2 separate regions of the Salvelinus alpinus genome follow, and region 2 is linked to region 1. Evidence: chromatin contacts called from public Hi-C data. All regions are on one chromosome and are shown on one strand. Each heading gives the region's core, a stretch centred on a gene start, on an enhancer-like site or on the middle of the called end of the contact. The rest is flanking DNA. Distances are from core to core; before and after follow the strand shown. Region 1 holds the start of foxo3b (forkhead box O3b). Region 2 holds the start of LOC139582735 (sestrin-1-like).

Evidence for each region. A called contact is a pair of places that touch in the nucleus more often than the background predicts.
Region 2: a contact with region 1 is called in a Hi-C map of liver, with 7 times the contacts expected there. The contact joins the promoter of LOC139582735 here to the promoter of foxo3b in region 1. A contact is called at or near these places in 3 of 3 Hi-C or Micro-C datasets (liver, muscle and red muscle).

What each region holds. Positions count from the first base shown.
Region 1 is chr8:22,657,021-22,659,720 of SLU_Salpinus.1, forward strand. It overlaps foxo3b (forkhead box O3b), which reads left to right and starts at 1,335. Exons shown (of 3, transcript XM_071413015.1): 1 at 1,335-2,700. The coding sequence starts at 2,378.
Region 2 is chr8:22,908,068-22,910,767 of SLU_Salpinus.1, forward strand. LOC139582735 (sestrin-1-like) reads right to left here and starts at 1,402. Exons shown (of 10, transcript XM_071413018.1): 1 at 1,242-1,402; 2 at 60-371. The coding sequence starts at 1,367. It overlaps cep57l1 (centrosomal protein 57, like 1), which reads left to right and starts at 2,404. Exons shown (of 11, transcript XM_071413021.1): 1 at 2,404-2,601. The coding sequence starts at 2,581.

The DNA.
Region 1 (2,700 bases), core at 85-2,584:
AAAGAGGAACTGTGTGTTCTTGTGTTCGTTTTGTATGCATGTGTATCTATTTCCTTTGTTATCATAATAAATGAAATAGTGTGGATGTTTTCCATGTGAAATTCAAAGCCATAACTACACAAGTAATGCCTTGCAGGATGTGTGCGTGTTTTCTCTGAACTATTATATCGGATTGTTATTATCCAGTCATAATCAATAACAACCGTTCCATGAATTCATTGATGAATACAGCGCAGTTCGCACAGGTGGAACACGATAATTTCTGTACAGATTACAGAAATCGAGATCGCGTGTCCCTGCAAGGTGGACCGGCAATTTACACAACATCTTCCCTGGAACAAAGACGTACGTAGGCTGGCTACTGCTGATGTTTTCGTACAGACAAGGAGGGAGGTGGTGGGGGAAGGGAGATCACTCCGAAGCATCACTTTACAGAACGGAGAACCGTATAGGATTTCTTCCCTTATCTCTTGATTATAAATGGAATGACGTCATATGTTTGAAGCGGTCGATCTGTCTTGAAGGGGGCGTGTTCTGCGCGCGCTGTCGCGATTGATTGACACCCATGCTCACGGAATAAAGGGACAAGTTATAGACATTTTTAAAGAGACTGTTAAAATAAAATTACTCAACTTGACTGAAAGACTTTCATTGACATATTTGATAGAATGCATGACATGTGCATGTCATGAACGAAGTGTAATACCCAACACGAGGAAAATAAACACATCTGCTGGTATTTGCCTATGTTGTTACACATGTGTATGTCAGTTGTTACATTGTAATAGTGTGCTACAGAGGAAGTGGCAATAATAATATATGTCAACAATATGTATAAATTATTGTTCTAATGTAGCCTGTGTCATTAGCTTATGAATTGTAAACATTTCCAGAAGGAGCAATACAATTATTTGGAATTAAATATGAATGTCCTCTGTCCAACTTTGAATATTCTTTGTGTTCTTATCGGTGTAAAATAATATTATGATGATCTGTCTGTCTATTTCTGTATCCGTCAACATGCCGGGACATGTGTCCCTTCCACACACTTCTTGCCTTGACATGCCTGTGCGCCCCAACTGGAGGTTGGTGGCGTCTTGATTGGGGAGAATGGGCTCGTGGTAATGGCTGGAGCGGAATTAGAATTGGTGGAATGGTATCAAATATCAAACATGGTTTCCATGTGTTTGATGCCATTCCATTTGCTCCGTTCCAGACGTTTTTATGAACCGTCCTCCCCTCAGCAGCCTCCACTGCTTTAGTGCGCACATGCTGTAGACTGTTTAGGAGCCGTGTCTCTTTAAAGGACGATCTCGTATACCGAATCCAGGGGGCTTGCCTTTTCGGTGGGGGTGGCAACACTACTAGCCTATTGCTGCTGTTGCTGTATAACTTCGAGCTTGTTGAGGGCTGTCTTAAGACGGAATATGCTAAGCAGATAGGTTAGTGTTTATGTGTGCTGCTGGAGAGATAGGCTACTGTAACTGAGAGTGAGGTGGCGTTTCGTTTTCCATACCAACTGTGATGCGTGGTCAGTAGAGGCGACGTTGAATAGACTGAGATATCATTTTCGGTTATTCCTTTCCTTTTCGTTTTTTTGTCGACACTGACAACAAACGCAGGTTTCCTGTGTGCAGTCCGGTAGTAAAAAGGACTTGGATGCGAAAGGGAGTTTGTTCAAATGGCAGCAATGACAATTGGAATAGAACTATGCGGGAATTAATCGCTGGTGTTGCAGCCATCTAATTCACCATAGCGCGTTTATCCGTGGCAGCCCTGAACGTAGAGGGGGCTGCACTGTGTCCTGGCCACAGCTTCACTTTCACTGTGGCAATAGGTGTATTCAGTTATTTTGAATCAGTGCGGGATTTGATCTTGAACGTGCAAGGAAGGAACGCGTAACCGCTCATTGATGAACGAACACGTGGTACACCGTTTATAATTTACTCGTGAACCGAACTGTACACACTATACTGTTATTATTACCATTGCTCCAGTCGAGGAGAAATACCATGAATATGCAGCAACCCGTTCTGAACTGTTGCGATTGTCAAACGTGAAGTAGCCGTGGCTTGCTTTTTGAGCTAAGGAGAATAGCCATAGTTTACCAGTTATGGTGTTAATACATTTATAATAGTCCACGACATTCTACGTTTTAAATCCACCCTGAACAGCACATTGGTGCTCTTTTTGTAATACCGAGGATTTAATTTAGCAATTCGCGCGGAGTTTGCAGTGACCCTTGGGGACTGCTGGTCTGGAATAGCAACAAAGGACGGGGGCGTGCATTCATGGAATGCAACTTTGACAGCTCTCCACTACTTATCTACTGACTTTATCAGCGGGCAACGGGGACGAGCTAGTAATTGAAGGAGAGATGGCCGAGATCCCAACTCCCAGCCCTCTCCATGAGTTGGACGTGGCCATAGACCCAGACTTCGAGCCACAAAAACGGCCAAGATCGTGCACCTGGCCGTTGCCCCGACCCGAGTCAAATGCGGGGAAACCAGAAAGCAACGACACTGACATTATACCCGAGGAAGAGGATGACGAAGAGGAACAACATGCCACGTCCATGGCCATCAACGTCAATGGCACCAACGTGGGAGCAGACCACCAGAACAGCAACAGCCCTACGGCCGAAGGACTGCTGTCCGGACAGGAGAACGGAGGCTCCCCGCTCTCCTCCCACTCCCCCAC
Region 2 (2,700 bases), core at 152-2,651, 250 kb after region 1:
CTGCCGTATAATATCAGACAGCACCACATCTGTCGACCTCGCGCTGCGTGTTCTCCTACCTGAACATTCTGCAGCAGCCAAACACATCGCTCTCTGACGTCATCGAAAGGGCACCGCTTGGACAGCATGAGTAGACGGGCCAGGATGTCGTTCAGGTCGCTGGTGGGGTGCCCTGCAGTAGCTAGAGGCGAGGGGACGGTGGCTGGTATCGGCCCTATACTCTCCACTCTCCGCATCACCTCCTGGCTGATGTGCTCCATTGCTGTGCCTCTGGATCTCGCGTCACGGCTGCCCAGAGCCTCCCATCTGGCTGTGGCATCCTGATCCTGGATGTCCATCTTATTCTGATTCTCTTGATTTCTCGTGGCAGGCTATAATATGAAGTGCATGAAAAACCAACCGTTTGCTGTCAAATACTCAGATGCTAAAATATTTTATGTACACACTACGTTAGCATCCCCAAAATGCATTCATTCAATAGACCGTACAACTACAAATATTTATGAAAATTCTAAAACAATGTCAGTCAAAACTTCAACAATGCAGCTAGAGAGTTGGCATTGATAATACAAATGAGAAACAAAATACTTTGACTGGATAAAAAGGACATTGTATGCATTGCCAAGATGCTTCTGTGTGTGTGTGTGTGTGTGTGTGTGTGTGTGTGTGTGACCAGTGAAAGGGAACGGACAACAAAAAAAAAACATGCGGGCGTATCAATGGACAATGAAGACAACTTTTCGTCCCTTCCAACCTGTACGGAGAACACTGAGAAAGCCAGTCGTTTGTTGACCAGAAAGTTACTACCAACAAAGAAAGCCTAGTTGTACAGTACTGCTGCTGAGAACAACAAGCTAGCTGTAGCTACAACGCTAGTTAGCCGTTTTGCAGTTCGTTGGCAGCTAGTAATGTTGTTCAACATGCTAAAATAAAAACATGTTTCCTATGTACTTCCAAAATGTTTGGCACTGATCTGACAGTATCCACAGCCAATGCACTTTGTTTTAGTAGTCTCACTAGCTAGTTATAAATGTGTGGTATCTGGTTTACAAGGCAGGTTTGGTTAGCTAACCAAAATGCCATTCAATCTTTTCTCGCTCTCTCTGTCTTAAGCCTTTTAACAGTAGCTAGCTGGTTACAAAACAGGAATATTGTACAAATATCTATAGCATAACGGCAGTTATATACCCTCATTTTTCAGTACATCTTACAAACGAAGGGTGTCATTCACAAATACTTACTTTATTCACATTATTTTTGCACAGATCTTGCAGCCGTAGGACGTCTTGAGTCTGCACTGAAACACGGAGGCAGATTTCATTATACAGAGCAGCAACTTGAGTTGACAGTTGATTGGAAAGACTCATGTCCAATGGTCTACTGCATAATACAATGAAGGAGGATCTATGCAGATCTTCACCAATAGGTAAGGTGTAAGGCGTGCCCATAACCACGACAGGGGAAACATGGGAGTTTGATTATTTTAGCAAACGGACCCACATAAAAAACGGGAATGAACAGGTATTAAAAAATACACTTCCCAGCAAACATAGGGATTGTTGTTGCGCAGAGCCCCCCCCCCTTCCCCTTGTTTATCATAAATGTAAAATAACAACATTTTAGAAGTGAACACATCCCCCACTTTGCTTTTACACAGACAAGCGATTCTAAACCTCAGGTGACACAAAGACATTTAAATACTATTTGCAACAGTGCCACCATTACAACTCTTTGAATATAGAAATGTGTATTTTTATATATGAAAATATAGTGCCATTCACAAGAGTAAGGAGAGAATGCCATCATCGTTTGAGGTTTTTCCATCATTTGGACTAAACATCCAGCCAGGGTGTCTGTGATGGGGAGATTACCACAGTGGGACGTGGGCAAACTGCTGTCACATTCAAGACTGTCACCAGGTGGCTAGTGCCAGACAGGCATATGCTATTCCGTTCCTTTATAAACGTACCACACAGCTCTCAAAACCCATACGTGTGCATGTGAAGAAATCTGCGCATTCATCTGCATCTCATCATCGTCATCATCATCATCTGCAAACAGGCTGCCTGCCTCCCAGCTTTGACAGCTTTCTGATGGAATGAAAATATAATTTCCCTCATAATATTCTCCATGGCCAAATATTTTGCATAAATTGGTTGAAGAGCCACTTCAATCAATTGAATCATTGGTTCAGACTTTGTAACACATGGCAGAGGGGCTTTTAATTATTGTTAGACTGATACATTCATACATTTCAGTTATGCTCCGGTTCCAAGCGCATTTGATTAATATATTATATTGGGTCTGCATTACAGTATTATTTTATCCATACATCTGTTGTAGCAGACAATCTTTTGAGTGGATAGTGCCTAGAATAAACTGTGCGCAGAGAACCCATTGCGCAGGCTGAACCAGTGAGCGGTAAAAGGAAGAGTGTAGGAGGGAAATGTTAATTGTAAGAACTGCCTGCTGTCATCGTTTGGAAGTTTAGCCATCCAAAGTCAACAAATCGGAAGCAGATAAATAATACATGTCATATATTGTTATTTTATTTCGAGGGTATTTTTTCTACCATTACATATGGAGGCTTATCAAGATCAGGTGAGACAATTGCATAGCTAAGTTAGCAAAATAACTCCAGACATGTTTTGAGTTAGCTAACGTTAGTTAGTCAACCCATAGCTAGCTGGCAAGCCATCC